2 separate regions of the Sus scrofa genome follow, and region 1 is linked to region 2. A link is a contact called in public Hi-C data. All regions are on one chromosome and are shown on one strand. Each heading gives the region's core, a stretch centred on a gene start, on an enhancer-like site or on the middle of the called end of the contact. The rest is flanking DNA. Distances are from core to core; before and after follow the strand shown.

Region 1 (6,214 bases), core at 1,233-3,732, 54 kb after region 2:
GTGGCTTAGAGGTAACAAACACAATTAGTATTCATGAGGATGCAGTAGGATCCCTGGCCTCACTCAGTGGGTTAAGGAACAAACGTTGCCGTGAGCTGTGGTGTAGGTCGTGTTGCAGACATGGCTCAGATCCTGCATTGCTGTGGCTGTGGTGTAGGCCAGCAGCTGGGAACTTCTCTATGCCACAGGTGTGGGTTAAGGACCCATGTTGTCTCTGTGAGGATGCAAGTTTGATCCCTGGGTCTCGCTCAGGGGGTTACAGAGCCAGATGCGGCTTGGATCCATGTTTCCGTGCTCATGGTGTAGGTCCCAGCCGCATCGCCAATTCAACCCCTGGCCCAGGAACTTCCATGTGTGGCAGGTGCGGCCGTAAAGAGAAGGAAAAAAAAAGGAAATGACAAGGGGAATGTTTTCCTGCACACACACACTTCGGAAAAAAAGTATCTAACAATATCAAAGCTGATGGGGAAATGCACATAATAGAGACAAATCTTTGGATAGGTATCTTGAAATGGCTAGAATAAATTTAGAAGCTGACAACTGCTAGATTTGGCTTAGAAAAGTCTAATTTAGTTATTCTGGCCAATATAAGTTAAAATATATATGTGTAGTGTGTGTGTATGTGTGTGTGTGTGTGTGTGTGTGTATGTGTGTATATATATATATATATATATATATATATATATATATATATGTATATGAGTACTTTTAAAAAGCAGATTGGGGCTTTCTAAAAACTCAACTGTCCGTTAGATGAAGCTGCCCTATCCCCTTTCCAAGCTTGGAATATAAGAAAGGTACCCAGAAGACTCACATATCCTCTCCACCCATTTCAAGATATCATTCTCAAGTTTTCAGTTACCAAAAACAAACAAACAAACAAAACCTTCCCACTGCTAGCTAAAGGATACATTAACTTAGCCACTTAAATTTAAATTTATTTTTAGTTTAACTGCAGGATTTATTGGCATGTCCCTGAGTCACCAGCTTTAATGCAAGTGCAGCAAAAGTGACCTGGGCCCAGAAGCAACCTCAGGTCGATGTAAAATGGATCTCATCTAGGGACGCGGCTTGTTCAAACATATACATAACAATTAACACATTTGTGTATATAAACTTACCACTGCTCTTTATTGAAATTATTTTCTTTCTAGTTTTATTTAGCATTAAGACATCTTTCTCTTTTATGGTATTATGATCATAACAGATGGTGCTTTTAAAATTTTCTAATTAACCATTTAATTGACCCTTACTCGGTCAAATGACTGTCCATGACAATCGGTCCCAACTTTATTTCATAAATTCTATGTCTATTTAAAATCCCAAAGTCTGGAAACAATTAGCACAGTGGTTCTCAATTAGGGGGCCCCTTGACAGTGCCTAGGATACATTATTGTCACAACTAGGAAGGAAGTGTTGCTACTGAGATCTAATGGGTGGAGACCAGGGATGCTGCTAGACACCCTACAATGCACAGGACGGCCCCAAATGTCAATAGTGCTGAGATTGAGAAACCCTGGACTAGTCTAGTTGAGGTCCCTGCCAACCCTTCATTCAAACAACCCACATTTATTGAGCAGCTACTACATGCCAAGCATTTTGCCAAGTGCTGGGGGTAAAAGGAGTCAAGTCGTCTGGTCTTCCGTGGTTCACCACCCCCCATCTTGAGGGCCTGCCAGAAAGCCCCCTCCCAAGACAGAGTAAGGAGAAAGACAGGTCGGCAGCATCAAGAACCCGGGACCCTTATCATCCGGGCCTCTTACCTGGGCTTGCCCTGACCCGCAGACGCAACTGTTCTGGTCCCCGAGCCCTTGTGACCCTGGACCTCCGTTTCTCCACCCAGTTTTGGGGCCGCTGCAGCGTCCAACTTATCAAGGGACACAAACGCACTCGGTAACTTCCAAAGCCGGCTTTTTCGCCTCTCTGGGCCTCCGTTTCCCCTCCTGGCCACACACACCCGTCACCGCAGAGCGCCCTGGAAGGGCGAACTGACGGCAAAAGCGCCGGGAGAAAATGGTCGCGGCTACAATAACGTCAAGAAGAGCGCCCTTTGAGTCCCAAGGCCCTTCCTTGGGACTGTAAGCTCCACGGACCGAACGCGAGGAGCCGAGGAGAGGGCCCGGGACTGGAGGCCCGTCCGCCCCCAACTGCCGCCTCGGCCCTCACAGGCCGCACGCCGCGCCCCCCCTTCCCCTCCGCGCGTGCCGGAACCGACCTGCAGCGGCTCCCCGGGCGCCTGGCGCCCCGCACTCCGGCTCCTCCAGCATTGTCCCGGCAGCGTCTCGAACTCCCCTCAGGCGGAGGAGGCGCGGGCTCCGCTGAGGCGGCCGCTGCTGCTCGCCCTCCCGCCCGCGCCGCTGCTACCGCGGCCGCCGCGCTCGTATTTGGCGGGAACCGCGGCGACCCCCGCGGCCGATGCGCCGATTGGGTGAGGCCGCATCACGTGACGCGCTTCCTCGGGAAGAGGGGTGCTCCGGGAGAATCCTCGCGAGAGCCGAGGCTTCCATTACTCCCAGGGCTCCCCTATTGATATTCCCGCTGAGGGCGGGGTGTCCCCCTCGGCAGCCTGTCATTGGCGGTGAACATGTGCCCTGTGATTGGGGGAGGGTGATATCAATCTGAGAATCGACACTGTTATTGGTTGATTGCTGGGGTATGTGGGTGGGGAGTGGGAGGAGGAAGGGCCAGGTTCCTACGTCGTGACAAAACGCTTTACACAGGGCACCAGAGACAGCCTGAAACTGCGATTTAGCTGAAGACTGAAGTTTTTTTAAGTCGTAATTGGATATAGGCTGCACACATAGCAACAGAAATTAAAATTATGAACTCTTTTAATACGAATAATAAAAATAGAATAAATAAACTCTAGGCATCGCTTCAGAAGCATTTGAGATGCAGTGAATATATTCAGAGGGAACGAATGAAATGAATGTTTCTGGTTTAATCCCTCAGGGTTTTGCATAGGCTGTTTCTTCGCCTGGAACACTCTTTCCTCAGCTCTTTTCCTGGTTGATTTTTACCTAACTTTCAGATCTTAGATCAAAACCCCAGAGAAGCCTTTTCTCCCCTACCCCAACAACATGAAGTTCCTACAACACAGTCATTTTTCTTGGAATAATTACACCTTGTGTTTATTTATTAGCGTGTTATTGGTTAATGAATTAATTCCTGTTTTTATCATTAGCTCCATGAAGGCAAAAATCATTTATCATGGTATCCTCAGGACCTATTGATGACTTACGCAGTAGTAGGTACCCAATATATATATATGAGTGAATACATTAAATACCATTTGATTAAACTGTGACCGGATAAATTAAAAGCCTCTCACAGAACAGAGACCTTCAGAATCAGTCTGTGAGCCTTAGAACAGGTTTTCTTCAGCATCTATTTATCGCTCAAGCAGAGCAGAAGTGAGAATAGTAAAATTTAGCCCAATTTTGGAATTCTATTTATCCTGTAAATTGGATAATTAAATCAGTATGATTGTTGTAAATCATGTGGAAAAATAGGAAATTCGAGGACATCGCTTTAGGCAAGTAAGTCGTGTCTTACTCAAGACCTCAGTTTCTCCCTCTGAACCATTAGGATGTTTTCCCTTCCTTCTCTAACATTCTGACATCTGAAATGATTGAGACTAGTGCATCACCCTTCAGGATGCCCATCAGAATCACATGGAAAAAATTTCAAACTATTAATAATAGCCTCATCAGGATCTTGGGGAAAGAGGTTGGAGCCTGCCTATTGCGAAGCAATCCTCTAATCTAGCCCAGGACCTACCATTGAGGCACTTGGAAACTTCTAGCAATCCTCTGCTTTACAAAAGCACTCAACTCTGTCAGAGATTTTGGAAATGAAATTGCAAGCACTTTAGCTCTGGTCATTTTATTATTCTTCTTTTTGGATTCATTTATTCACTTCAATTCACTATTAATTTCCACTTCATTCAATAAAATAACAGTTGGTTAAAAAAGTCAATATCAGTAAACATTTATCAATCTGAGAAGGCTTCCTGGAGGAGGTGCCATTGCAAAGAGTCCTCTTAGGCACAAGGAAAAGGGAAAAGATTGGGGAAGAATATGCAAGAGAGGAACAATGTTAGCAAAACACATGGATTATAGATGAAGACAGCTGAAATCAGAAAAGGTGATGGGGGAGTTCCCATCATGGCACAGCAGAAATGAATCCGACTAGGAACCGTGAGGTTGCAGGTTCAATCCCTGGCCTGGCTTGGTGGGTTAAGGATCCGGCTTTGCCATGGGCTGTGGCATAGGTCCACAGCTACAGCTCCGATTAGACCCCTAGCCTGGGAACCTCCATATGCCACAGGCGTGGCCCTAAAAAACAAAACAAAACAAAAACAAAAACCCAGAAAAGATGATGGGGGCCAAATTATGCAAGCTTTGTAGGCCATCCTAGGAAATTGGTAGTGTATTCTAAGGCCAGTAGGTGGACTTTAAACAGAGGGCTGATGTGATCTGAATTGTGTCATAGAAGCATCTTTCTGGTTGCCTTGTAGGCAATGAATTGGAGGCAAGAACCTGAAGGTGGGCACATCAGAGAGGAGGCTGGTGGAATGGTCTGATCAGGGCAGAGAAGAGAGTTGGGGGTGGGATAGTGGAAAGGAGGTACAAGAGATACCCTGATGTCTGACTTGGGCAACTGAATAGATGAACACTGGGCAGGACGCGATGATGGTGGAAGGTACTAGACGCACAGAAGAACTGGCTATAGCTGAGATTAGTGAACAGGCATCCAAAGTTCTGTAAACTTAGCTTCTGGAGTTCTACTTGTCCCTTGACCTCCCTCTCTGCAGAAAGGTCTAACCGCCTTTCTTAAGAAGTCAGGCCCACCTCCGGGAGTCCAGGGGACGCTGCAGTCGCTAAGGCTCCTCCTGTAGGCTTGCCTGGGCCCACTCACTGACCGAGGAGGCCTCTGCGGTAGTAGGAGCGCGCTTGCGCCACCCGGCCGGCAGGGGGCGCGCGTGCGCATATGGGGCCGGGGCAGCGCGGGCGCGCGCGCGGAGGCCGGCACCGGAAGTGTGCGGTTGCCATGTAATATCCTGGCCGCGCGAGCGCGCAAAGGGCTGAGGCGGTGCCGGGGCGGGCGCGGAGCTGGCGAGGGGACGGCGGAGGCGGTGCCGTAGGGGCCCGCTGAGGCGCGCGGGGGGTTGGCGGCGCCCGGGAGCCTGTCGCTTGCGCGATCCCTCCGGTTCGCTGGGTCCGGGCTGGAGGCCCGACGTCAGGAGGCAGCATGTCGGTAGCCGGGCTGAAGAAGCAGTTCTACAAGGCGAGCCAGGTGAGCAGAGGCCGAGGCAGGGGGTGAACTTCGGGCCCCACGCTGTTCGGAGCTGGGCCAGACCAGGCCAGGCTTGGTCTTGGCTCGGGAGAAGACTGGGGGCACCGAAGGGGCGGCGTTGGCACGTGTCCCCCGGCAGGATGGGGACAGCCCAGAAGGAATGAGGTCTTGTGCGAGGTGGCCCAGGCCCTGCCCGCCATGTGGACTCCAGTCTCCATGAGAAGAGTGGGCAGACCTTTAAGAGGAGCAGAAGTGCTCCCAGAGGTTGGCTCCGGACGAGGACCCCTCTCCTCCTGTCCTCCCCTCTGAAAGGGCAGGGAGGGGGAAGGGATAGAAGGGGAAGCAGTCCCGAGGCTGTCGACACAGGACTCTTGCCAGAGAGCCCAAGGGCAGGGAAATTTTGTGTTTAGAGTCTTTAAAAAACAAAAAACCTTTTCAGTTGGCCCGTTGCAAAGTTGAAATGGTAGACTGAAAAGTTGGTCTCCCACTTCAGTCTCTCAGGCATCCAGCCCCTCTCCACTGAGACAGGGACTGTCACCAATAACAAAAGATAAGTGTATAAATGTACTCCTTTCCTTTAAAAATACACAAGCAGTGGTAACATAGTCTACATAGACCCATGTTCTTGGTGTTTTTTAATTAAATGTGTTTTGGGGATCACACAAGAAACAGAATTCTCCACTTCAGATCATCCTCTGTTGTGGTGGCAGTCCTGGGCAGTCTGGGGAGTTCAGTAGCATCCCTGGCCCCGACCCACTCGATACCAGGAGCATCCCCCAGTTGTGACAACCGCAGATGTCTCCAGATGCTACCGAAAGTCCTTAGGGGAACCTCCTCCCTTCCCCTCCCCCAGAACTACAGCACTAGAGCCTACCTCTAGAGCCTCTTAGATTTTTGATGAGTATGTGGTATTCCA
Region 2 (6,818 bases), core at 3,622-6,121:
GTGACTCGCACATGCACTGCTGGGGTCTATACAGGAGTGTCTGCTGGATCAGTGGGTAGACAGATTAGTGGGTAGATGGTGCCACAGGAGAGGCACACCCAGATCAGATCCAAGTCCTAGGATGCTGAGCTCTCCAGCAGGACCAAATGCTACAGCACTACTCTGCTTGCACGAACCAGACCTCGCCAACTCCTGCTTCCCCACCCACAGACCATGAGGAACACTGTTTCTTCCCTGACAGCCAAGTTCCAAGTCAAATAGCTTGGCCTCCCGGCCAACCCTGAGCTCGCCCCTCCTGAGGCCAGGCTACTGCACCTCCCCACATCTCCGGCAGGAACCCCAAGAGCGGTGGTGAAAAGCAGAGTGGGGAAACTCAGATCAGTCTCCCCTCATCTGCATCTCACCCCAAAACACCCAGAGCAAGGCACCCCTCTATCATCTTTCCACGGCTTTTTATGAATTTCACTTCAGCTTCTGTAAATTCCTTTTTTTTTTTTTTTTTTTTTTTGTCTTTTGTCTTTCTAGGGCCCCACTTGCAGCATATGGAGGTTCCCAGGCTAGGGGTCTAATCCGAGCTACAGCTGCTGGCCTATGCCACAGGTGCAGAAACGACAGGTCCAAGGTGCAACTTATGCCACAGCTCACGGCAACTCGAGATCCTTAACCCACTGAGCGAGGCCCATAGCCTCATGGTTCCTAGTTAAATTCGTTTCCACTGCACCACGATAGGAACTCCTAAATTCCTTTTTTAAAATCTTATGGCCACACCTGCGGCATATGGAAGTTCCTGGCCCAGGGACTGAATCCAAGCCACAGCTGCGGCAATACTGGATCCTTAACTCACTGTGCTGGGCCAGGGATTGAACCCAAACCTCTGCAGCAACCCAGGCCACTGCAGTCAGATCCTCAACCCAGTGTGCCACAGTGGGAACTCCCTCTATATTCCTTTTTCTCCCTGAATGTTTCCAGACACTGATTTGCCACAGAGATATCATCTTTGTGATTGTTGGCATTCCTTTCCTACCTAAGCAAGAACTCTCCCATCTACTAACTGCAGCCTTTTCCCAGATCTGAAATCTGGCAATAATGGAGGAAAAAGAGGGTATTACTGATAGAAAAAAATTTTCTTTCCTTAGAAAACATAAGGTTTCTTAGAAGCTATGACAACACTGTCATGCACAGAGGCTAATCCTAGAGCAGTGAGTCTCACCAGGGGTGATTCTATACCCCTCCACTGAGCCACAGGGCACTTGGCAAAGTCTCCAGACATGTTCGGCTGTCACAAGTGGGTGAAGGAGCTCTTGGAAAGGAGTGGGTGGGGCCAGGGATGCTGCTCAACACCCTGCTGTGCTCAGGTTGGCCCCCTATAGAGAATGATGAAGCCTCAAAAGTCAGCATTGCTGAGCGGGAGGAGCCTTTTCCAGAGGCCTCATCTCTTTCTATGAGGCAAATTAAGACCACTTCTGGTCCCCAATGTGCTCACCTGCCCTGGGCTCTGCAGACCCTGCATGACCACACTCCCCTTGCACAGACTCACCGGAGGAGCACTGTAGCTGGCATGCGGATTGTTCTGGATCTCCCAGAGGCCCTCATTGAAGCCTTTCCTCTTGTTGGGTTTCCCGTACTTATCTTTACACTTGTCGTAGGGAAACAGGTCCTTGGGTCCCAAGAAGGCTCTGGAGAAAGGAATCATGGGCCGGGCCCAGGTGAGCCAGGCCACCTCCAGAGGCACCAGGAGGGAAAATCCAGCCCCAGTGGGGGACACTTACGTTTCGTGTGTACCAAAAAAGAAGATGGGGTACTTGTTGGGTGGGGGCTTCACAGCACCGTCGGCGATGTCATCGATCTGCAGTGAGAGGTCAGTCAGGGGTGGCTGGGGGCAGCTTCACCCACTGACCCAGGAAATCAAGAAAGCATGCTGGGAGGAGGGCAGCCTTCAAAGGAAGAAGACGCAGCACCTTCCAATTAGGCATCTGCATTCTTCCGTGGAACCCCTAATTGCATACCTGTCCCCTCCCCCCAGGGGGCTCTCTCCACCCTCAGGTTAGGAGTTTCACCTGGGGAAAGCCAAATACGGTCCTCTAAGCAGCCAGGGGGTGGGGCCAAGCCCAGCTTCTACGAACTCCTAGGACACTCCCACGGGACCCCCACCCGCAAAGAGGCCATCAGTGAGGGGATCGCTCTCCCAGAGGCAGCAGCTGGCAGCTCCAAGGATGCAGAGGGTGGGGGGTGGGCTGCAGGAGACAGGCCCAGAGCATCCAGGAAGTCCCACCCTCTCCCTATAGGCCCATGGGCTCCGGCAGCTGTCAATCACCCCCCTACAGGAGGCTAGCAGCCCCTTCACTTCCAATCAGGTGCTTGGAAGTGTTCTGGGCTTAGAGAGCCGGCAGGAGGAGGGGGGACGGAGAGGGAGAAGCTGGTACTCTGGGAGGAAGGGAAGTGCCCATAAAGTTTTATCACTCCGGTGCCCCCAAGAAAGTAAGCCCAAGCAAATCAAGTTAGAGTGGGTTCTCTGGTCCCCATTACTTCCTTCCCATGCTCTGTAAAGCCTGGGGGCTGCTGGAATCTTGCCTTCCCCCCCCCCCCAGCTTCCTTCCTCAGTTCTCTGGGCTACTTTTCAAAGTCCTTGGGCTCTGGGCTGCAGACATCCATCCCAAGCATCCCACTCCTGCACAGAAGCATCCCCAAACTCCATCACCCTGAGGACCAGCCTGCCATGTCTTCCAGACCTGGTTCTGCTCAGACCTCACCCAGGACCCGCCTCTGAGCCTGAGGCCCAGATATCCTAGTGGCGGCACCAGATGTGGACTGTTCTCAGGGCTGCCTGGTTAGCAGTCCCCAGGCCCACTCCTGGAATCCTGCGGCGGCCTCTCTTCAAACAAACACCCAGCTCTGAGCGGTGCCCTTCTGCTTACTTCCACCCAGAGGGAGGGAGGGTCTGGCAGGGAGTGAGACTGAACTCTCCAGCCACCCCATAGTATGGCCCAGGCAATTACTGTTCTTCTGTTCTAATCAAATTTTCAGCTTCGTCCTTCTACTGTCCCTCATGCTCTACTGCAGCCTGGGGTTCCCACCCCCCAAACTCCTTCAGTCCTACCATGTATATTCCACCAACCTCAGTCCTGGGTTGCCTGGGACCTGGAGATGACAACCACCTCTTGGCCCCTCCTCCACACTGGGCTGCCCCAGAGACACCGCCTGGAGATGAGACTCCCCTCTGCAGATGAGACTCCTTCTCAAGATGTCCTTCAGACCTGGACCCCTCATGTGAGTCCTCTGGATGCCAGCTTCCTCAAAGGGGATTTCCAAAGTCCCCTTGGCCCAGTCCCCTCCCTCAGATACTCTTCTCTTTCCAGCTGAAGTCCCAGTGGCTTGTCTCTGATTCAAGCATCACTCCCCCCAAGCCCTCCCTCCACCCTGTGACCCAACCAGCTTCCTCCACCAGGGCCAGCCTCCTCACAAGACACCTAGTCTCCAGGACACCCCCAAACAAGTCTTATTCCAACCTCTGGTCTCTGATGTCCCACATTTTCAGACAGAGTCCTCTTAGCTCCAGCGACCTTGTGAATATAGCCCCCAGCCCTATTTCCGGCCCTGACCCTCCTGAGCATCTCTCAACCTCGAACTTCTACTTTTCTCCATTACTGGAACCCTTACCCTAGGCCCACCTCGACCCCCAGGCCCTCAGAATTTGGCTTCTTGTTGCCCCCCCAAAGAGGTCCAGAGCACCTCCTTCTCATCAGTTTGAGCCTTCTCCTCAAATCCAAGGTTCTTCAGCTCCAGTCATAGCTACCGACCTCCTTCAAACTTAAACCCTGAGCCCTGAGACCCCAAGTCCCTCAACCCATATACCTCGGCTCTGGGAGCCCCCAGAGGGTCCCCTAATCTCAGCGCCCTCGACAGCCCCGGCGCCCGGGCCCCTCAAGCCCAGGTCCCCATAAAACTCCCGGCAGGTGCGTCCCTCAGGCATGGGACCCTCAGACATCCAGGCCCAAGTTCCCCCATACCTCACGCGGGAGAATCCCTCAGGCTAGGGACCCCCAACCTGCAGGCACGCGAGTACCCCAGGCCTGGGTGCCTCCAAACTCCTGGCAAGCGGGTTCCTCAAGGAGGGGTACTCCCAGACCCCCGGCGCGCGGGTCCCTCAGGCCTGGGGCCCCTTACTGCCCCACCCCCCACCCCCCTGTCGCCTGGCCAATCTCCCGCGCGGCCTCACCCGGGCGGGCCAGTGAGGGTAGCCCTTCATCTTGGCGAACACCAAGTCCCCGGGCTTGAAGGCGTGCGGCATGCTGGCGGCGAGAGGCCCAGGCCGCGGGAAGCGGCAGCGGCGGCGACAGCGGCTGCGGCGGAGGCGGCGGCAGCGGGAGGCGAAGCTGGGGGCGGGAGCAGGGCGCCGAAGGGGCGGGGGCGGCGGCCTGGTTAGCGAGTCGGAGCGTGTTTATTGGCTTGTCTGCCGCCGGAAGTCCCGCCCTCCGACCATCAGGGGTGGGCGACGCCGTCGCTCAGGACCACGTGCGGGGATAGAGGAGCATGGGGACCAATAAGAAGAGGGGTTGGAGCAGAGCAAGTTAACGGGATTGGATAACGGATACAGGCAAGGGGGCGTGACGTGGAGGCCTAATGGGAGGGGACGGAGGTTATGGGAGGTGAAAGAGGAAAGGTGGGAGGAGGGAAACAGGCGGACAGCAAGTGAAGAAGCGGGCAGCCAGAGTCGTTTAGGGCGGGGTATAGGGTAGCGGGGAGGGCATTAGACGGCCATAGGAGGAGGAGCCTTAAGTAGCCAGCATGCTATTGGATATCATAGGAAAGAAGGCCCAATCAATGTAAAGGGAGGGTCATTGGTAGCCTCCCGGTACCCTGAGGAGGGGCTTAATATAGATCTGCAGGCCATTGGATACCACGAGAGAAGCGGCTCAAGGTAGAGAGTGGGCATTGGCTATCACAGGAGGAGGAGCTGAAGCACCTGTCCACCATTGGATATCGTGAGACAAGGTTCAACTCAAAATAGGGACGCGCCGTTGCAGGCTTGAGAGGGTGGGGCTTGGGTAGAGGCGGGAGGTATGGGGGGTTCTGAGGAAAAATAGCCAAAAAAAAGGGCACGAAACACTTATTTCTTCACTCAGGACAAGTTTATTGAGCGCCATGTGCCAGAGCCACAAAATATGCAATATACATAGTAATTCAGTGGAGAAAAATGTATTGAGCACTGCCATGGATAAGTTACTGTAAATTACTATAATCTCTGCTTCAGTATCCCCATCTGTAAAATGGGATTCATAATGGTAGGGATCCTATGTGAAGATTAAATGACATCACCACCCCTAAGGCTCCGGAAACTGTGCCTGGCAGTAGGAAGTACTTGAAGCACTAAGTGCTATTAACCCTGCTTTTGAGAATTCAGTGTCTAGCAGGGCAAGGAAATGTTCATTTCTTTCTAAATAACTCAAAAGTAAAATAGAGTTCTTGAGAAAGAGCTGAGTAATGGCGGAAACTTTCCCTATCCTGGGGAACCAATAGGTTTTTCTCTGAAGAAATAGGTTTTTTTTGTTTTGTTTTTTTGTCTTTTTGCTATTTCTTGGGCCGTTCCTGCGGCATATGGAGGTTCCCAGGCTAGGGGTCCAATCGGAGCTGTAGCCACTGGCCTACGCTAGAGCCACAGCAACGCGGGATCCGAGCCGCATCTGCAACCTACACCACAGCTCACGGCAACGCCGGATCGTTAACCCACTGAGCAAGGGCAGGGACCGAACCTGCAACCTCATGGTTCCTAGTCGGATTCGTTAACCACTGCGCCACGACGAGAACTCCTGAAGAAATAGTTTAACCAGAGGTCAAAGATGATTAGACCAGTGGGTGCTGGAAGGGCATTTGGGGCAGAAGGATCCTATTGTATGCCTTGTGAATATCGATGGCCTGTTTGGGTTTTATTTTAACTTTATTTGTTCCCTTGGAGGCGCAGCAGAAACCAACCCGACTAGGAACCTTGAGGTTGTGGGTTTGATCCCTGGCCTCGCTCAGTGGGTTAAGGATCCAGCGTTGCCATGAGCTGTGGTGTAGGTCTCAGACGCGACTTGGATCTGGTGTTGCTATGGCTCTGACGTAGGCTGGCAGCTATAGCTCCGATTCTACCCCTAGCCTGGGAGCTTCATATGCCTTGGTTGCAGCCCTCAAGACAAAAAACAAACAAACAAACAAACAAAAAAACTTTATGAAAAAAATGGAGGGATTTGATCCCAGGGTACAGATATAATACTTTAGTTTCAAGAAACATCCCTAAGCATGTGAAATCTATCTCAAAAAGACGAGTTTTCTTTCTTTTTTCCAAAGTTAAACCGACACTTACCATATGAGCCAGTAATTCCAACCAGGTGTCTATCCAAGAGAAATAAAAGCAAACATCGATATCAAAACTTATAGAACCAGGGGAGTTCCCGTCATGGTGCAGTGGTTAACGAATCCGACTAGGAACCATGAGGTTACGGGTTCGGTCCCTGCCCTTTGCTCAGTGGGTTAACGATCCGGCGTTGCCGTGAGCTGTGGTGTAGGTTGCAGACGCGGCTCGGATCCCATGTTGCTGTGGCTCTGGCGTAGGCCGGTGGCTACAGCTCCAATTGGACCCCTAGCCTGGGAACCTCCATATGCCATGGGAGCGGCCCAAGAAATAGCAACAACAACAACAACAACAACAACAAAAAAGACAAAAAACAAAAACAAAAAAACAAAACTTATAGAACCAGAGTTCCCGTCATGGTGCAGCGGAAATAAATCCGACTAGGAACTATGAGGTGCGGGTTCGATCCCTGGCCTCGCTCAGTGAG

The links. Hi-C and Micro-C count contacts between places; a contact is called where the count stands out from the background.
Region 1: a Hi-C map of liver shows a contact between it and region 2, with 1.7 times the contacts expected there. The contact joins the promoter of CHAF1A here to the promoter of UBXN6 in region 2. A contact is called at or near these places in 1 of 5 promoter capture datasets (liver), 4 of 47 Hi-C or Micro-C datasets (heart right ventricle, liver and skeletal muscle) and 1 of 2 datasets of contacts at active chromatin or transcription factors (alveolar macrophages).

The regions. Positions count from the first base shown.
Region 1 is chr2:74,409,393-74,415,606 of Sscrofa11.1, forward strand. CHAF1A (chromatin assembly factor 1 subunit A) reads right to left here and starts at 2,483. Exons shown (of 15, transcript XM_003123068.4): 1 at 2,216-2,483. The coding sequence starts at 2,267. It overlaps SH3GL1 (endophilin-A2), which reads left to right and starts at 5,061. Exons shown (of 10, transcript XM_003123066.4): 1 at 5,061-5,298. The coding sequence starts at 5,254. LOC106509455 (a long non-coding RNA gene) reads left to right here and starts at 5,306. Exons shown (of 2, transcript XR_001307018.2): 1 at 5,306-6,214.
Region 2 is chr2:74,352,651-74,359,468 of Sscrofa11.1, forward strand. UBXN6 (UBX domain-containing protein 6) reads left to right here and starts at 4,872. Exons shown (of 11, transcript XM_003123069.4): 1 at 4,872-4,992. It overlaps HDGFL2 (hepatoma-derived growth factor-related protein 2), which reads right to left and starts at 4,387. Exons shown (of 16, transcript XM_005661325.3): 1 at 4,217-4,387; 2 at 1,770-1,846; 3 at 1,538-1,676. The coding sequence starts at 4,288.